Regions from separate parts of the Mus musculus genome. Here regions 2, 3 and 4 are each linked to region 1. A link is a contact called in public HiCAR-type and promoter capture Hi-C data. All regions are on one chromosome and are shown on one strand. Each heading gives the region's core, a stretch centred on a gene start, on an enhancer-like site or on the middle of the called end of the contact. The rest is flanking DNA. Distances are from core to core; before and after follow the strand shown.

The links. Promoter capture Hi-C pulls out the DNA fragments that hold promoters and counts their contacts. HiCAR-type assays count read pairs that join an accessible place to other places.
Region 2: a promoter capture Hi-C map of pre-B cells shows a contact between it and region 1, with 2.8 times the contacts expected there. The contact joins the promoter of Ifng here to the promoter of Grip1 in region 1. A contact is called at or near these places in 2 of 39 promoter capture datasets (liver and pre-B cells).
Region 3: a HiCAR-type map of astrocytes shows a contact between it and region 1, with 4 times the contacts expected there. The contact joins the promoter of Wif1 here to the promoter of Grip1 in region 1. A contact is called at or near these places in 1 of 39 promoter capture datasets (the 3T3-L1 cell line) and 1 of 115 datasets of contacts at active chromatin or transcription factors (astrocytes).
Region 4: a promoter capture Hi-C map of embryonic stem cells shows a contact between it and region 1, with 8 read pairs. The contact joins the promoter of Hmga2 here to the promoter of Grip1 in region 1. A contact is called at or near these places in 1 of 39 promoter capture datasets (embryonic stem cells) and 1 of 484 Hi-C or Micro-C datasets (embryonic stem cells).

What each region holds. Positions count from the first base shown.
Region 1 is chr10:119,450,849-119,455,380 of GRCm38.p6, forward strand. Grip1 (glutamate receptor interacting protein 1) reads left to right here and starts at 3,186. Exons shown (of 23, transcript NM_001277292.1): 1 at 3,186-3,574. The coding sequence starts at 3,517.
Region 2 is chr10:118,439,446-118,444,522 of GRCm38.p6, forward strand. It overlaps Ifng (interferon gamma), which reads left to right and starts at 1,601. Exons shown (of 4, transcript NM_008337.4): 1 at 1,601-1,820; 2 at 3,015-3,080; 3 at 3,168-3,350. The coding sequence starts at 1,710.
Region 3 is chr10:121,030,696-121,035,418 of GRCm38.p6, forward strand. It overlaps Wif1 (Wnt inhibitory factor 1), which reads left to right and starts at 3,309. Exons shown (of 10, transcript NM_011915.2): 1 at 3,309-3,795; 2 at 4,271-4,410. The coding sequence starts at 3,648.
Region 4 is chr10:120,473,739-120,478,696 of GRCm38.p6, forward strand. It overlaps Hmga2 (high mobility group AT-hook 2), which reads right to left and starts at 2,731. Exons shown (of 5, transcript NM_010441.3): 1 at 2,215-2,731. The coding sequence starts at 2,325.

The DNA.
Region 1 (4,532 bases), core at 1,936-4,435:
TGCTCTAGGTTCTTGGAAGAATTTATGTTCAAAGTAATTCCACAGATTGAGATCTTGTCTAGAAACCATGGCTGCAGGGATAGGTACTTCCTTATTTATTTGTTTATTTTTTGGCTTAATTTAATTACAGCTTTTCTCCCTTCCCTTCCCCCCTCCAAACTCATATATCCCCCCTTCCCCACTGTGGTGGTCTGAATATGCTTGGCCCAGAGAGTGACACTATTAGGAGGTGTGGCCTTGTTGGAGGAAGTATGTCACTGTCGGGGTGTTCTTTGAGACCCTCTTCCGAGCTGCCTGGAAGACAGTCTTCTCCTGTTTGTCTTCCTGCCTAGATGATGATGGACTGAACCTCAGAACCATTAAGCCATCCTCAATTAAATGTTGTCCTTTAAAGAGTTGCCTTGGTCATGGTGTCTCTTCATAGCAATGGAAACCCCAAGACACCCACTCCTTTTCAAATTCATGGCCCCCCTTTTGATTAACTGTTACTGCCCATTCTTTAAAGGACATTAATTTTCAAATTTACTAAAGAAAAAAAAAATGAATGTGCTTAGCTGCTTGAGATCTAGTTTTTTGTTTTAAAAATAAAGCTCGAGATAATGTTACAATCTCTTGGAATAGACTTTCAGATGCATTGTTTTGAATATAAGGCTACATCAGACTCAATTCAAATTACCTAGTAGTATTTTTCTAATATTTTTCTGTCAAGTGATCGCAATAATACAATGAGAAGGCTTCATGAAGAGAATACCAGGGGTAGCCCACTGAGGGCAAATGCTATCACCCTTGAGTATCAGTGAGTTTATTTCCTTTGTAGCTAGAGATACAAAGAGAAAAGCTACATTTGTAGCTAGAGATACAAAAAGAAAAGCTACTATCCGGGACACAGCTAGGGACTTAGTTGCTGATGGCCATATACGATATGGTGATGCAAGATGTTCGCTATCAGTGAACACATATTTGAGACAAATAACACGAGGTGGGGCAAGTTATGACTTAGAGAGTTTGTTCTTTGCAGCTGTATTAGTCACAAGATAATATCTGACCCTAGTATCTAAGATGTGCTAATTTGAATTACTACCAAAATAAAATAAATAAAAAATCTTCCAGTATCCCTAGCTTTTATCCAAGAGTCCAACACATAGTAGGGATTTTGTCAGAGTTAAAAATATAATCAGTAGGTACAAGTTAGAACTCTGGCATCACTAGGCTGTCACTTTGGTGGGGCAATCATACCGTTGATTGCAGTAAAACCTCATGAGTAAGGGCCAGTTCATATCAGAGGTTTATTAGTCAGGCCCCCCAGAATAACACCTGTTAGAATAATCATCCGCATCGTAGATATTACATCAAATGCTCCAGCGGTTTTTGTGTTGCTGGAAGCTGAGTGTATGCCTGTACTTGTAGCCAGCCTGGCTATTGCTGGATGCCCTTTAATCTTTCCGGAAAATCAAGGCACATTCTTGAAACAAACTTAGGGCAAGACCAAAGTTATGCCATCTGTTTTTCTGGATTTTACAAAGAGTCTGAAAGGAGCCTGCTCAGATGGGACTGGGGTGGGGGTGGGGGGCCAAGGCGGGGACAATAAAGAGTTTTTCTGTATAGTTTTGGCTGTCCTGGAACTCGCTCTGAAGACCAGGCTGGCTTCGAACTCTGAGACATACTTGCCTCTGCCTCCCAAGTGCTGGAATTAAAGGCATGCACCACCAAGCCACCACTGCCCAGCGCAGATGGGATTTCTAAGAACCCCTGGGATGTTGTGACTCAGTTTCTACTTAGCTCTTCAGCTCCCAGGTGCTGTGTAGCTCTGCTCTTGAATCCTTTCCTTTCTTTCCTTAGGAGAGACAGCCACTGGTTTTTGGCAGCAGGGCAGCTCTGCAGTGACAACCAAGCACTCGCACAAGGGGCAACGGCAGGTGCCAACATCCCTGCTTGATCAGACAGTTTATGAGATGGCAGGAGAAGACAGACCTTATCTTCAGGTGCTGTGTGATTATGCTATTGCTCTGGCAGTGAGAGAGCAGAAGGCTGGCAAGAGCTGATGTCCCCATTGAGGGAGAGGAACCACAGTTCCTTCAGAGGCCAAAAGAAACCGCAGAGGCGAAACCCCCAAACCACACTCCAGTAGATACAGCCTCTGGGGCTCCAAACTCTTCAGAACCCGTCAGATGGGAGGGAAAGGCATGGCTATTTTCCAGCCAGAGGCCCAGGCTTGAAGAAATGAATGGCATCTCCATGCAAGACAGACAGCTGCCAAAAGTCCCTCTCCTAGTAGCACTGAGGTCTCAAGGAAGAGCCCACATGCCTGGGCAGAACCTTCCAGGCTCTGGTACAAAGGCTTCTGTCCCCCCTCCCCCTCCCCACCTTTATTCATTTTCCACTGATTTTTTTTTTCTTTCTGTGAGCCTATGACAAGAGGAAGAAACTAATCATAAAACCTGATCATAAAATTCCTTCCTACACTTGAAGACAGCTATTAAATATTCACTCAGCTGAGGTCTGCTTGCATCCTTTAAAACAAAAGGGGCTCCTGGCTCCCACCGTCCCCACCCCTGGGACCAGCGCCGACCATCCCGAAAGTTGCCACTGCCCCTGTGTTGAGGGCGAAGTTAGCGAATCCGGAGCTGCGAGTCTCAACTTGGGGGAGGGGGCGACGGGCAGGGCTGGGGAGGGGAGTGAGCGGCGAGAAGGAGGGACTAGAGGGAAGGACACTGCCCCCTGCTTCATCGAGGTCATCGCCAAAGCCGCCTAAGCGGCCGGTCGGGCTCGGGGCGGGAGGCCCGGGAGGGGCGGGCGAGGGCTCCGCAGCGGCGGCGGGGTGCCAGGCTCCGTACCTGGCGGGCCGGGCGCGCCTCGCAGGCCGGCGATCCGGGCGCCGAGGGTGTGAGCGCGCGCGCCCCTCCGTGCCCGCCCAGCCTCGCGCGCGTCTCGGGGGGAGAGGCTCTGGCGACAGGCGCCCCGGGAGCCCGCAGCTCGGTCCCGCCCGCCCCGAGGAGCTTTGTGCGGCCGCGGCGGCTCCGAGTCCCACCTGCTGGCGGCGGAGGGACGAGGAAGGAGAAGGCGAGGACGACGAAGAGGAGGAGGAGGTGGAGGAGGAGGAGCGGAGCGAGGCGGCGCCAGCCCTGAGCTCCCGCCGGCGCCCACCTCCGGGGGCTCGGCGGTCCTACACCGGCCTGCTCCGGTCCCCCGGCCTCGCGGCCACACCGCGCCACCGCGGCTGCAGAACCCCCCCCCCCCCCCAGCTCTGCCCGGTTACCGCGCGGCCCGACCGCCACAGCCACCGCCACCGCCACCCCCGGGGAGCTCGGGAGACTTGGAGGCGAGCAGCGGGGCGCGCGGCGTCGCCTCAATGTATCGGGGAGTCGCCTCGGCGCCCCAGCCCCGCTGAGCAGCCTCGGGCGTGTTGCTACCGGCCGGAGGGCGTGAGCCAGGAGGCGCGGCGAGCCCCAGAGCCGGCGACCAGCGAGTGAGCGAGCCAGCGAGTACGCCCCGGAGCAAGCTCAGGGAGCAGACACCATGCCGGGCTGGAAGAAGAACATCCCCATCTGCTTACAAGCGGAGGAGCAGGAGAGAGGTGAGCCTGGCGGTCGAGCCTGGGGGGCCGGGCCGGGCGCCCTCGGTGCCTCCCTGTCCCCCAGCTCCCCGAGACCTGTCCTCCGGCCGGCAAGGGAGGGGCGCCGTGCCCTCCGGGGACCGCGCTCCAGGCCAGGTGGCACCTTGCGAAATCCGAGAGGGGGTTTGGGGATCTGGAGGGGGGAAAAGCCGAGGGGGCAAGGGAACAGTGCTGCGGCAAGCAACTTTTCGCCCGGGGAAAGATTCTGTTTTTTCTTACCGAGGACCTAGAGGGAACTCCAGCTTCTCCTGGGCCCGCTGCGCACGTGGAGCCCCGGCTCCTCTCTGTGCGGTGGGCTCTCCTGGTGCTGGGGGTGGGGGAGAATCTTGCAATGCTTTAAGTGACTTTTCAAACTTTCCTCCTCCTGCCGCGGCCGCCTTGACGATGTCCCCGCCTCTGGCTGGGCTACGATGGTGCTGCCAAACCCAAAGTTGCAGGAGATTCTTAAAGGGGGAGTAGAAGGGGGAAGAGTGTGGGGGGCGGGTAGGGGGCGCTGCCTTGGGTCGCTGGAAGGGGGGAGGGGAGAGAGGACTGACTGTCCCCTGGCTGGTAGTGACTGCCTAAAAGATGAGTTATGCCCAGCGCAGTCCCGGCTTTCTAGTTAATACCGCAGGACTGCGGACTTTTCATAATTACTGTCTGTTTTCTTCGGAAGACACGGCTCTCCGTGCCAGGTGGCTCTGCAGCCCCTTTGTGCTTCAGCCTGCCAAGTGTGCTGGGCACGTTGTTTTGAAGTGACTCGCGGAGAGGAAAAGTTGAAGGCCTTTTGCACTCTAAACGCTTGGTTCTGTTGTCATCTTACGGTGTTTGGGTTGTGCAGTGGTTGGCCGTAACCTGGATATCATGTACGGAGTACACCAAAATTTCCTACCAAGGCCCCATGGGGCTGTGGGGTGCGCAGCATCCAGAGGGATTCCCT
Region 2 (5,077 bases), core at 351-2,850, 1.0 Mb before region 1:
TAGGGGGCATGCATAGTTACCTCGTATATGAGACTGGGGAAATTGAGAACCCATGAAGCATAGAAACAAAGTGCTAGCCCTGCCCAGAGGATAAAGTCTGATTTGAAGCTGGAGGCTTGGGGGAGAACCAAAACAGAGGATGGTTTGCATCTGGGTCAAGATAACTGGGTACCACTCTGAGATGCTCAGATGAGGGAAAGGGGGCACATGGCCAAAGGAACTGCACGAACAAGCTGCATAGCGTTGTTAAACATCTGACATTGCCAAATAACCATCAAGTTTTAATTGAGCCACTAGGAATGCCGGGAAGAATTCTCTCAACTTTCCATGGAGCATTTGGTTGAGCCTTTGGCTGAAGTCCGGAAGAAAATGCTAGTGTTAAGCTCACTGTATAAATGTGGAAACTGAGTCACAGATCATAAAGATGCTGACTCAAGACCCCGAGGCTAGAATATGAATGGTTCAAGTCTGCACCCATAGCCACTGTGTAATGTTAATGAATACAGGAAAGGCAGGGATGAATACACGTGGGCTGGCACTGAAGAGCAGAGGGCCTCCTGCCCCATCCTCAAGGATCGAATTTCATAGATAAGTTACCAAAGACAGAGAAGGAAACTTTTAGTGTTTGAACTTGATGGGGGAAACAATTTTCAGTTATTAATCCTTATTTGGGACAAGTGTGTGTCTAGTGCTGGACTAGTCATTGGGATAGCCTTAGCCACATGTGGGTATGAGAGTTAGAAACATGGCTAATCCTGAAGTGATTTCTGCTGTGTATATAGGATAGCCACTAGGCTTTAAATATTTAGTGGCAGAGGAATTGAAACTCTTATTCATCATAAATCTTGATACACATTGATACCTTGGGTGTGTTGAGTGAAATACAATATCTAATGAAGTATTCTTGCATTTTTACTTTTATTTCATTTTGCATTTTTTCCCTTTTATTAATGGAGGAACTAGATGATTTTATTTTACCTATGTGGTCTGCCTTTTCTTCTTTCTGGGCACGTTGACCCTGAGTGATTTGTAGTAGGTATTTTACTAATCACCTCCATTGAAGGGCTTCCTCACCACATTGGCTTTTTAACCATACCCTTTCCTTGCTTTTCTGGTCATTTGCAAGAAAAGTTTGAAAAGGCTTCCCCCATTGCATGGTTTGAGAAGCCCAAGAGTTTCCTCATGGTTTGAGAAGCCCAAGAGTTTCCTTTTATTCAGCCGTCCCCAACCACAAACAAAGGCTCCCTGTGCTGTGCTCTGTGGATGAGAAATTCACATTACAAGGGCAAAAAGGGGGAGACGTAAAAGCAATTTCCAGCCCCCACCCCAAATGGTGTGAAGTAAAAGTGCTTTCAGAGAATCCCACAAGAATGGCACAGGTGGGCACAGCGGGGCTGTCTCATCGTCAGAGAGCCCAAGGAGTCGAAAGGAAACTCTAACATGCCACAAAACCATAGCTGTAATGCAAAGTAACTTAGCTCCCCCCACCTATCTGTCACCATCTTAAAAAAAAAAAAAAACCAAAAAAAAACTTGTGAAAATACGTAATCCCGAGGAGCCTTCGATCAGGTATAAAACTGGAAGCCAGAGAGGTGCAGGCTATAGCTGCCATCGGCTGACCTAGAGAAGACACATCAGCTGATCCTTTGGACCCTCTGACTTGAGACAGAAGTTCTGGGCTTCTCCTCCTGCGGCCTAGCTCTGAGACAATGAACGCTACACACTGCATCTTGGCTTTGCAGCTCTTCCTCATGGCTGTTTCTGGCTGTTACTGCCACGGCACAGTCATTGAAAGCCTAGAAAGTCTGAATAACTATTTTGTAAGTATGAATTCTTAATAATGCTTGTGGTTGGTTGACCGTGGTTGATGTTGACTTGCTACGGTGAGCGCCAGGCTGCCGTCTCTGGTCCCCAGTCATTTTGAGAAGATGGGGTGCTACGTTGCTATTTGCTGGAGAGGTGTTTATTGACTTAATGATCTCAATATCGATTTAACCCTCTGTCCAACTTACTACGGAGTTAGAGGGCAATTACCAATCTTCCCAAAGATAGGCATAGTATAGGTCCAAGGTACAAAGATGCTGATGATTTTGTGATTTCTTATCATTTAGTTGTGATAAAAAATATCCTTACCTCAATGGTTCTTATTCCTTCAGACGTCTTGAAAGTGATAGTGAGAGATGGATATTACCACCAAAACTACGCAGGGAAACAGCTTATCACTTAAAGTAATGGGAGGCAAAGTTCTTAATGTTTCTGTTTAAGAAATGCCCCCCTCCCCCGAAGTTGTTTTACCCTGAGGAGTAATTTTGAAATTCTACTACAATCGAATCAAAGCCAGCCGCTTGGTGAGGTTTAATGAGACTCTATATTTCTCAGAGTTTTCAGGATTTTCTCTTTTGTGATTTTTTTTTTAAATTAATGGTTAACAGAAGCAAATTTTATATCCTTAGAATTTTATAATTTGTCCCAAATGTATATACTAGTATACATATAGCTATTAGCATAATGTTCAAGCATCTACGGTCAATCCTCTCCTCACAGTGTAAATCAAGCTGCCTCCCGTATGTGTTTGGAGCTATTTTTTAAAGTAGCAATGAAGCCCTATTACAGCACAGACTGATGTTTCAGAGGCCTGGACCATAAGGGGGCAGTGTGCACAGTGGGATGATTCTAATGATTTTCTCTCTCCCTTTCTTAATTTGAGAGTAAGTTTCTTTTTAGCTCACTATGGTTACTTGAGGGTACTTGAAACCTCGTCAGCTTTGTTGAGTTTATTTGTGGCCTTGCAGTTTCAAGACTGGGCCAGTACATCCTGCAGCTAAAAGAATGTAACAGTAACAGTGTTTGGCTACATGCAGTCTTTTAGGGGATACTTGTTGTTAGAAGTAAGTGGAAGGGCCCAGAAGGAAACCTGTGACCATTATCAGCACTGAATTCAACAAAACTTGATAGATATTTTCAGGGCAATTGGTGAAATAATTACAAATCAATTTTTTTTCTCTTTTCCTCAGAACTCAAGTGGCATAGATGTGGAAGAAAAGAGTCTCTTCTTGGATATCTGGAGGAACTGGCAAAAGGTGAGTTGAATATTTCTCCTCTCCCAGTTTCCCTGTTGTTTCTAATGGGTCATTTCTTAAAATCCTCCCTTTGTGTTATTTCCCAAGGATGGTGACATGAAAATCCTGCAGAGCCAGATTATCTCTTTCTACCTCAGACTCTTTGAAGTCTTGAAAGACAATCAGGCCATCAGCAACAACATAAGCGTCATTGAATCACACCTGATTACTACCTTCTTCAGCAACAGCAAGGCGAAAAAGGATGCATTCATGAGTATTGCCAAGTTTGAGGTGAGACGGCATTGCAAGTTGCTGTATTGTTGGCTTTTTATTTTTCATTGTCTCTAATTATCAAGCGGTAGAAACTAACTACTCATCAGCTGATAAAGCTAGGAGGTGAAGCAGGATCTCATGTTTCCCCACTGCAGACAGATTGGGAGGACTTTTTTTTGTGTGTGTGTCAATTTTGGAAAAACACAGACAATCAAACTATTGCCCACATGCTGGGTAAATGCACTGAGGAGGAGGCAGAATAGGGGAGCATTGAGCAGAGCTCTTGTGGTCCCCCCTGGGTGTGTGATGGAAACTCTTGCTTAGGCTGGGAGGTTGTGTGTTAGTGGAAAGAGCAGTGGGTAGGAGGGAGTGAGAAGACTTGTATCCTCCTCCTCCTCCTCCTCCTAGTTAGGCCACAAGGAGGAACGCTGACTACAGATGACTCACACGACTGGCTGGGGTGCAACTGGGATCGCTACATAAGTTTTATCTCTTTTGTCAAAAACAAAACAAAATGAAACCTCCACAGTGTCAAGGGTAGAAGACGAGGATGAGGGAAGGAAAGGAATCAGGCTCTGAGGAGACTTCTGGGCGTCCTACCCCTCGGCTCTGGTTAGCCTCTAGTGCTATGCAGTCCAGTTTGTTTTCAGGCGAAGCAATGGTAGACATCCTTTAAAAGGATTGCTTTATACATCTTATGAAAGGCTTGGTCAATTAACTTTCAGATATGGCGGTATTCCAGCCATTCATGCTTTATATCATGAAACTACCTTAAAAGTACCTTTAAAGTATGGCCGTGAGAATCCAAAAGGTAACTTAAAAGCATAAAGACTATTCTCATTCTTCTAAATTTTACATAGAAGGCCAAAGGCATTCCAAACATCCTTGGGCTTTGATGATGAATGACGTCAAATGAAAGGGACAGGTGTCTTGTTACATTTTGTGGCCTAATTACTCATGCTCACCTTTCAGGCTACCTGCCTCTGCCTCTAACTAGCCTCCCGCTCTCGCTCAGGAGCAGGGAGATGGTAGCCCGTCTTAGTCCATGGACTAGAGATGGATGAAATAATCGTTTCTCACTGACTTTGCTTCTGCCTTTCCATCCTGCTCTGGCTAAGTCTCTTGGAGTCTTGACAATGTCCTGAAACACAGGAAATACATTTGTGTTCACAACACACAGTTGGGAGAAACCTGTAACTCCCCAGGCCTTGGTTTCATCTTTTTGGAAACCCTGGGTCTTGTGCTTCCTGTGGGTGACCTTGTGACAAGCTCTTAACTCTTATCCTATATTGATGCATTGTCAACATGTTTTAGGAACACACACACACACACACACACACACACACACACACACACACATACACTTTCCTTAGTAACTAGTCCTATAAACTTCTGTGTCTTTCTTGGAAATGTAGCAAGGGAGTCAGAGTATTTTCAGTATTAGAAACAAACAAACAAACAGACAGACAGACAGACAGACCACACAGCAGTAAATGGTCTTCATTTTACTAAGCACAAAATTGCCCAAGTGGTCCTTCTGGTTAGAATGAAAAAATCTAAGTAGTTAAATTAATGATGGAGAAAGCAGAGAAGAGGAAATATTGTTGCACCTTCAAATTGTAACTACTCTCTGTGTCAACAAATTGATTATTACTAATCTGGTCATGATTTGTGTTTATTTTTAATCCCATCCCAGAAATGATGACACCTATCTGATTTGGGAGAAAATTGAAAATATATATTTT
Region 3 (4,723 bases), core at 2,059-4,558, 1.6 Mb after region 1:
CTATAGAGATACGCTCTATTACTGTTAAGTATCTGACCTGCCTACACAAAGCATGTTTCTTCCCCCTTAAAACCCAAGTTATTCAAACACAGACTTCTTTAAGACAGGATTTTGCTTTGTAGCTCAACTAGCCATTTAGGCGTCAGAGGACTGAAATTACAAGATGTCACGTGCCACCACAGCTGGCTTAAATTTAGGTGTGAGTGAGTGTGTGTGTGTGTGACTGCATATGTGAGTGTGTATGAGTGACTGTATATGTGAATGTATGTGAGTGTATGTGAATGTGTGTGTGTGAGTGTGTATGTGAGTGAATGTGTATGGGTATGTTGGGTGTGGGGGAGTGTGTATTGTAAGCATGTTTGTGTGAGATTTTGTGTTATGAGTGTGTGAGGTATGTATATATGTGTTTGAGTGTGTGAGTGTTTGTGTGTGTTGTGTGTGAGTGTGTATAAGTGTGTGTTGTGAGCATGTATATGTGTGAGTGTGTGTGCATGCGTATATGTTGTGTGTGAGTGTGCATGTGTGTGTATATGGGTGTGTGTTGTGAGCATGTGCACGTGTGTGTGTTTGTGTGCACACATGTGCATGTGGTGCACACAGGACAGAGGGGACATCAGCTGTCTTGCTGAATCGCTTTTCAATTACTCCCTGAGGCAGGAGTTCTCACTAACCCAGAGCTAGGCTAGCCACCAGTAAGTCCCAGGCATCCTCCTGTTGCAGCGCCTCAGCACTAGGGTTACAGGAGCACAATACCTCGGACAGCTTTTTATTTGTTTGCCAGGGATATGAACTCTGGTCCTCGCGCCTGATCAGTAAGGGTAAAGACTCTCACCGGCTTAGCTATCTCTCTAGTACCAATAATTTTTAAATAACGTTTTATGTATCTCTAAAAATACAGTATGTTTCCTGTTGGAGAAAAGTGAACAGAAAAATGTAGTTGGTAGTATTGGTGGTGCTGTTGCTGTGGCCACTGATGATGGTGATGATAATGATGATATAACACAGGCTACTTTCTCTGTAGTCTAAGCTGGACTTGAATTCACTAGTAGCCTCGGCTGGCCTCATTTTCACTGAAACCCTCCTGCCTTAGCCTCTGAGTGCGGGGATAACAGGCATTTGCCACCACACCTAACAAAACAATTGTCCAGAATTGGGGAAATTTCTTGATAGCAGGATAAATTGCTGTCTCAACATCAAAGACGACTGCTACGGAAAATCCTCACTTGGAGGAAGCTGTATTATGATAGAATTTGTTCCCCTTTCAGTTCTCAGCTGGCGTTTGACAAGAACAACCTGTAGAGGGCGTCCTTACACCAAGAGCCATGGAGGTCTGAGCAATACTACGGAAGAAAAACCTTCAACGAAAACCACATTCCAAGTCAAAAAGAGTCTATTGTGTTGCGAAATTATTACCTGTAACTGAATGACACTGTTTTTACAATATTAAAGGGTTATAAGTTTGCCTAATATAGTAAAACATTATATAAATTAATATTCACTGCAACAATTAATTAATAAAATAGAATGTTGGGAAAAGATCCTTTTTTGTTTGTTTTTTGTTGTTTTTGTTTTTGTTTTTTTGAGACAGAGTCCCAGGTAGCCCAGGCTGGCTTCAAACTCCATATGTCGATTAGTATTAACAATGAGCTCCTGATGCCTCTGCCTCTACTTCTTTAGCCCCCAGATTACAGCCTGTGCTACCACAACCAGTTTAAATGTTTTGTTTTAAAGAAAGAGTAGATGTTAAGCTTTTTTGAGGCAAACCGTCTTAATTGTGATTTGCAAGAAGGGGCTTTGAAGTTAGAGCGATCGTGATTTGAATTCCTACTCTTGTCACTCACCAGCTGAATATCTGCGGTCAATTTACTAGACTTTTAAAGCTTTGGTTCCCCATCAGTAAAATGAGAGTAGTAACAGTAGCTGCCTGAGAAGAATTTTTAAAATGAAGCTTCATGGAGTTCACAGTCACAATGGACAGTCTTCGTGTCTAACTCCCAAACACAATACCTTCCTACCAATCTGTTAGATACCTACACAGATTTCACAGTTTTAACACATGTTTCTTCTTCTTCTTCTTCTTCTTCTTCTTCTTCTTCTTCTTCTTCTTCTTCTTCTTCTTCTTCTTCTTCCTCTTCTTCTCCTCTTCCTCCTCCTCCTCCTCCTCCTCCTCCTCCTCCTCCTCCTTCTCTCCTCCTCCTCCTCCCTTCCCATTCCTCCTTCTTTTAAAAAAATATGCTTGTGACCTAACATTTGTTGAACATGTACGCGTCCAAGTCCGGCTTCTATTCTGTAGTTTCTGTTTTTGCCATCCCCTGCTGAGAGACCCACCGCTCTACAAAGGACAGAAGGGAACACAGCCCAGCGCCAGAGTCTAGATCCTTGGGGGGCATTTGCTAGAAAGCCACTGGGTGCAAAAAAAAAAAAAAAAAAAAAAGTAAACAAAGCTTTTCCGGGGTCTGAAAACTTTCTGTGTTTTTGAAAAACCATTTGTTTCTGCTTTCTCTGTACGTTCAAGGAGGCAGGCAAAAAAGCCTTCCGTGCAGAGGTAATGCTGCAAGCCGCCGCTAGCTAAGTGCTCTCCCACCAGACCCTCAGTCTTACCCTCAAGCGCCTAAGATTTCAGAGACTGGGCGTGAGCCTCCTAATGTTTTCCCCCAAATCCAATTTTAAGGGGAGTCCTACCGTCGTAGAGCAGGGATGGGGGGAAAGGGATTACAGCTATCATCGAGGTCCTAGGGAACTATTCCGGGTGCAACTGGGTTATCAAGAAGACAAACCACGCCACCTGTCGGGTGTCTGTCCAGTGCAGAAATAAATGAACGTCCTGCGAGGACCAGCGCCTGCAGTAGCCCGACTAGCCTGTGGAGTCTCAGTATTTAACTTCCTAGGAGAGAGAGAGCGAGAGCGCAAACTGTCAGCTAGAGAAGTCAGAGTTTGCAGACAGGCACACAGAGATGCAGTCTGAAATGTAGTTCGAAGAGAAAGGGTGGGCTGGCTATGTGCTTTCCGTTAGCTCCACTGTTAAACGGAATTTATCTTTGACCACGAATCGAGCCCAGATTTTTTTGTTTGTTTGTTTATAGCACCCCGGCCATCCACACGTGTCTCTTCGGGCGGCAGGAGGCCTGAGTGATGACCCAGAAGTCCCTTTGGGTGTGTTTCTTGGTTGTGTCCCCGTTTTCATTCACCTGGCGCAGGCGAGCGGGGTCTACCGGGTACCGCGGCCCCGCCCCCGCGGCTCCGCAGCGCTCCCTAGTGGCGACCGCCTGCACACCACCGGCCGCTCTCAGTGCTCGCCTTTTGCCAGCAGTTCCCGCGGTTCCTCCCTCTCGAGTGTGCTCCTCTAGCTGCTGGCGCTGTGGGACGTGCTGGCATTGCCAGCTTTGCCAGCATCGTGTCTCTGCGTCCCCCTCTCCCTCCAGCCCCCACCTCTTTCTACGCGGCCGCGCATCCACTCCCTCCTTGCTCCCTCCTCTCCAGCACTCCCAGGCTCACTCGCAACGGAGACTGGAGACTTGCACGCCCAGTCGTTTAAGTAGGAACAGCTCCAGCCCCGCCAGCTGCAGCCAAGGCGAGAACTTCACAAGCAGCACAGGTTGGGTCGCTGCGGCAGGAGTTGCACCACCAGCGAGAAGGTCCTGAGCACCATGGCTCGGAGAAGAGCCTTCCCTGCTTTCGCGCTCCGGCTCTGGAGCATCCTACCTTGCCTGCTCCTGCTGCGAGCGGATGCAGGGCAGCCACCTGAGGAGAGCTTGTACCTGTGGATCGACGCCCATCAGGCTAGAGTGCTCATAGGTAAGGTCCGGCATCTGCACCTTCCCAGTGGTCCTCAGTTTTTCCATTAGAGCGGAGACACGTGCACCGAGTGTGTTTTAAAACAACTTCAAGGGTGACTGCCCCCTCTTTTTAAAAATCAGGATTCTCTATTTAGAGGCTTATGAGATTTTTTTCTCAAAAAAGCAAAGCCGACCCAACATCCCAGCCCTGCTGTTGCTAGTCCTGACTGCAGATTTGTAACAGGAATCCAGCGGTGGCACCCGCTTACTTCACTGTAAGCACTTTTTTTTTTTTTTTTTTTTTTTTTTTTTTTTTTTTTTTTTACCACAGAGAGAGGAAAAATAACTCTGGTACTGTTGTTGGTATCAAAGGCAGGTGCTTTATGAAAAGCAGTGACCTGCACTGGTTCCCAGGGGTTTTGCTTTCTACATGAAACGTCTGTTTCTTAGAAACGCAACTAGTTTGATAGGTTTGTTTATTATTTACACAACAGGATTTGAAGAAGACATTCTGATTGTCTCGGAGGGGAAAATGGCCCCCTTTACACATGATTTCAGGAAAGCCCAACAAAGAATGCCAGCCATTCCTGTCAATATCCACTCCATGAATTTTACCTGGCAAGCTGCGGGGCAGGTAAGTTCTGATAACAGAGCGGTAGAGAAAAGGCACTCTTTTGTATTTCAATTCTCCCGTGGCCCATAGTAATAATAATGGTGTGTGATGTAGCTCCGGTGGCCCGTAGTAATAATAGTGGTGTGATGTATACCATTTAAAATTCCATACAAGTTCTTGCCTGGTTGCCAGAGCACACAAGGGATCAGTTCCAATGTATTTAAAGTTGCCAAGTAAATGGAGAACTCTAAGGGTCAATGTACTCACGATCATTACTTTAATAAGATTTGGTATCCTGAGGTTTTGAGTATAAAGACCCCAAATATCCATATCA
Region 4 (4,958 bases), core at 1,481-3,980, 1.0 Mb after region 1:
GAGAGAGAGAGAGAGAGAGAGAGAAAGCATGGGCTGCAGTCACCTCTATGTGCCTGTGTTCCAGGTGGTTTAGGATTCAACCCACACAGTCTGAGTGAAATATTGGAGCGATTATCCAAACTCTTCAGCTCAGAATAATTCCACACCCCCTAAAATTTCCAAATAATTATGGTAAATCTGAGGTGGAAGGTTTTGCTTGAATTATCTAGATAATTGCTTCAATTCTCCACTTCCTTTTGGAGAGACAGGCATGATCTTCAGTCGAAATTTAAATATCTTTTTACAAAAATAAACATGTTGTCCTCAAACCTTTTTTTAAAGAGACTTTTGGGCGGGAGGGGGGGGGTGGACTGGAAAGAAAAACGGGGTAGTGGGGAGAAAAATCCAAGTATCTGGGAAAGAGAAATTGAAACAGCCACGAGGTCACCAGGTATATTAACGTTTGACTTTATTGGGTGCTAGGCTAAGTAGCCAATACTCAGGCAATTAAGAAAAAGCGATAGATTTGCCGCGGACGCTGAACGTCTCTCCGGTGAATCATCTACTCTCGTTTCATTCAGATTGGGTGCTTAAACGAGACTAATTACAACTCCGGAGCGTTCTCCGTGGAAGTTCGCAAGCTAGAGAGCGGGGGAGGGGGAGAGCGGAGGGGGGTGCTTAGAAACTTCCATTGGACACCAGCGCCAGTGGGCACTTAGAGCAAACACATCGGAAACACATTTTTCTTTGTGAACTCGGCCTTCACTCAAAGGTAAAAACTCCCAGCCGCCTCCGGATCTCAATGCGTTTTCCTTTAGCCTTTGGGGGAGGGGTGCGATTAGTAGGATTCAGAAAACCTGGGTGGCTGGTGGGAAGCAAGGGGGTAGAGCGGAGACTTCCTGGGAGGTGTAAAACGGGATCCCAAAGCACTGTAAAGTGTCGCTAAGGGCAGAGCGGGAAATCTCGGCGGCCTCTAGATTAGTTTGTTTCCTTTGATGATTTCCCAAAAGGTACACTCCTTGTTTTTCTAAAACACACCAACAAACTTTCTTCGATTTCCCACCTAGCTCTACGGGGGCAATTTAGGACTATTTTCTAATCCGCCTATTGGCCCGAGGGAAGCGATTTAAAGCAAAAGAAAAAATGGGAAGTTTTTGGTTTTTTTTAAAGGCCGGGAAGGGAGTTTTACTGTTCTCAATAGACGCGTCCTTAGGCTTGGAAATTGCTGCGAACGTCCCAACCCCCTGCCCGCCCGCCCGCCCGCCCCCGGCCCTGGGCGCTGCGCACAACTCTGCAACAGCCGGCTTGCACTCTTAATTGGTTGCATCCGCAGACAAAACCCTCCATTCCGCGGGGTCCTGGGTGCCCCTCGACCGTCCCTTCCCAGCCCCCAGCCACTCGCCCAAGAGGAAGCTAAAACTTGGGCTGCTCAGAGGAGCGGGATCGAGGAGCCAAAGAGGGACCCGACTCCTGGCGGGGAAGCGACCCTGGCTACCGTGCACTTTCCTTCCAGAGCTCCCTGGGCGAAGCGCGTTTCCCGGGCCCGCGGGGGCCTGGGATCCTCCGGGATCCTTTCCCCGCCAGCCCCGGCGGCTGTAGCAGCTCGGCAGGCATTTAAATATCCTCGGGAGGAGCACCAGGCGGGCAGTCGGCTCCGCACGCGTTCTTTGTCGGGAGGGCGCGAGCCTTGGGCCATGGAGTGTGGGGAGGGCACCGAGGGGGCGGCCGCGGCGCATCAGCCTCCTACGGGAAGGCGGCCCCGAGAAGCCGGAGAAAGCCGCGGGTCTAAGAGCTTCGGACTCGCAGTCCTGCCCCTCCTGAACTCCCCAGTCCCCCCAGTCGCCAAAGCGGCTGACAAAGCGACGCTTTTATTCTTTGGGACCCCCGAGGCTCGATGCCCCCCCCCCGAGCCACGCCGCGCCGCTCCGGGGCTGCGCACAATAGCGAAAGTCCCTGTCCACGATTCGCGCGACCCCACCTCCACCGGGTGGCTACGGCTCGCCGCGGGACCCCAGCTCTTGGAGCCGGGGAGCGCGGGTACCCGGAGAGACTGCGCCGCGCACTCTCCAGGGGAACTCGGTCTCCCGCCCCACCTACACCCGGGTGGCAGGCGGGCTAGCTTGCGCTGCCGTAGCCGCTGCGCTCCCGCGCTCCGGTCGCCCGGCGTGTCGCGGGGCCCCGGGGGCAGAGGCGTCGCGGGTGGGCTGAGTGGCCCCTCCGCGTCGGCGTACTGACTTGCTGCTGCTTCCTGGGTCGGCCGCGTCCTCGCTTCTGTGGCACCGGGGCGGCAGGTTGTCCCTGGGCTGATGTGGACGGCTGCCCGGCGCCCTCACCGCGTGCGCTCATCCTGCCTCCCGCCGCCGCTACCACTGCCTCTACCGGTACCGCCGCTGCAGCCGCTCGGCCTCCGCCGCCCCGAATCCGCCCAGCACCTTTCGGGAGACGGGATGTAGAGAGCTGGAGAGGGCAAGAGCGGCGAGAGCAGGCGAGCTGGCGAGTGCGCCGGGGACTACTGCTGCTGCTTAGGCTGCCGCCGCTGCCACCATCAACACCGGACGTCCAGCGGCTGCCAAAAAGAGAGAGGGGAGGAGGAAGAGAGGAGGAGGAGAGGAGGAGGAGGAAAGGAGGAGGCGCTGCGGGCAGTGGGTGGCGGAGGTAGAGGTGGAGGTAGGGAGAGGAGGCGGGAAGCGAAGGAGAGGGAAGAGTTGGAGGCGGAGAGGGTTGCTCTCTCCGCAAAGGCTCGGGAGTTGCGGGTACTGGGACGCTCGGCAGCGGCTTGGAGAGGGAAGAGACTTGGAGTGAATTGTGTCCCTTGAAATGTTAGGCGGGGAAAGAATTCCGCCTCCTCTCCCCCACCCCAGAGGGAGAGAGAGGGAGGGGGGCGGGAAGGAGAGACAGAGACGCAGAGAGCCAGAGAGAGACACAGAGAAGAGGGACAGAGACAGAAACTCAGAGAGAGACAGAGACAAAGAGACAGAACGGGACAGAGATAGAGACTGACTAGTGCGGTCAGAAACCGAGGAGAGAGTGGAAGTTTCTGCCAGGATCCGGTAGGGCGCCCAGCTCAGCTCTAGCAAGGAACAGAGCAGTGGGTGGCACCGCGCCTCCTCGGGTGGCGGGGTCAGGCGGCGGCACTGCACAGATGCAGAGGGACAAGCTGCTGGCCTCTGCGCTCTGCACCCGGAGCCCAAGTTTTGCCCGTGCTGCAAGTTTTCAGAGTTCCTGCCCGGGATTCAAGAGGGATGAGTGTGTGCGTGCGTGTGCGTGTGTGTACACGCGCGCTCGCACTTGCGGAGGGGGTGGCGGGAACGGGGAGTGCCCACCTCTGATCGTGGGCGGATAAAGGGGAGGGGGCTGCAGGAGAAGCAAGAGGAGGGGGCAGGCCAGGCGGACAGCCGAGCCCAGGCGCCTGGCCGCGGGCCAGAGGCAGCGTTCGAAACACAACTGCCTCGAAGGCGGCGGCGCCCGGTTGCCACCCGGAGCCCCGGCTCACGTGCTCCCGCCAGCAGTGGGGTTAAAAAGACAGGGCCTAGGCTCTCCTGCCGGATCGCCGCTGGAGGCCACCCCTGAGCGGCTGTCCTAGGAAGGCGAAAGAAAATGACTATCTCAGAGTCACCCTGGAGAGCTTGGCTTCTACCTGTGCTTCCACCGAGGGTTGCCCGAAGTTTCCGGAAGCATTCAGGGTCAACCGCCGCTGTCTACTATTTCAGCCCCGGGAAAAGAGCGACCAAGGAGTCGGAGCGCCCCTTGCGACCCCCCCCCCCCCCCCGCTCCACTGAGAAATGCCCTCACCCCAGAGTGCACGGGCCGGCGCACAAACAAGCGTGCACAAAGATACACGGGCCCACGCGTGTGATCGCAGACAAGCTTGCACGAAAATTCATGTGTGCGCGCACACACACTTCACTGGCAAGCAGGCATGCAAACAAACCCGTGCTTAAGCACACACTACCAGACACACGATGGTGCCAGTAAGCACATTCGCAACAAAAGCACACACTTGCACACTATACACAGGAACACCGAGTGTGCCAGCTCCTTTATCGAGGTCCCCTCCCCCAGGACTGACTCCTGGAGCAGGCGCTGCACCCCCGTGCTGGGACGCCCATAACTCTATGGGATATTACCGATCACTTATCCTTCCACCGCACCAATTGCCTGAAGTTTGCCTTCATTTTAACCTTCTCCCTCAGAATTCCTTTCTGCCAAGTCCTAATTTTATAGCCTGGGCTGTTTCTAAGTTATGTGAACACCATCGTGGCCACAGTCAACTTTTTTGAAAGGCGTAAAACGTTCTAAAAGGCACCTCTTTCTCATCCTTGAATAACACAAATCTGAAAGGGGGAAGAAAGAAAATCTTAGGGTCAGATTTTCCCACATCGCACCCAAAATTGTGTTGGACTGACTCCAGAATAAAAATGTTCACCCAGTGAAGTTTTTTTTTTTTTTTCTTACAAAGATACGGAACACCGTGGAATAAAAACGCCTTCTTTACAGCCCTAACGCCGGGATCTAGGCTCTGCCAGGTTCCGTTGTACTTGAGGCACGTGTAAATGTCTGCTTGGGCGCGACTGTGCTGATTGGTCAGCGTTGCCGTTTTAAATCCGTTTCCAGCTGCCCTTTGCAGAGTTGGGACACTTCTCTGTACATAGAGTGCTCTGCAGGAACCGAGGGCTGGCGTTGAGTCTGGGAACGCTTAGCTCTGATGGAGAGGAAGAGACCCCCATACCTCCAGATGGAGCCCAGCAAATGAATACCGAGGGAGGGGTCTAACAGGAACCTAAGGTTTTGTCAGGGCTTGGCTGAAAGATGGTATCTTCATCAAAGGGACTGAAATTTCACATTCTCACGAGTGCACTGACATTTCCTAGCTGAGGAGTTTGCACATTTCCTCTGTGTGTGTGTGTGTGTGTGTGTGTGTGTGTGTGTGTGTGTGTGTGTGTGTGTGAGAGAGAGAGAGAGAGAGAGAGAGAGAGAGA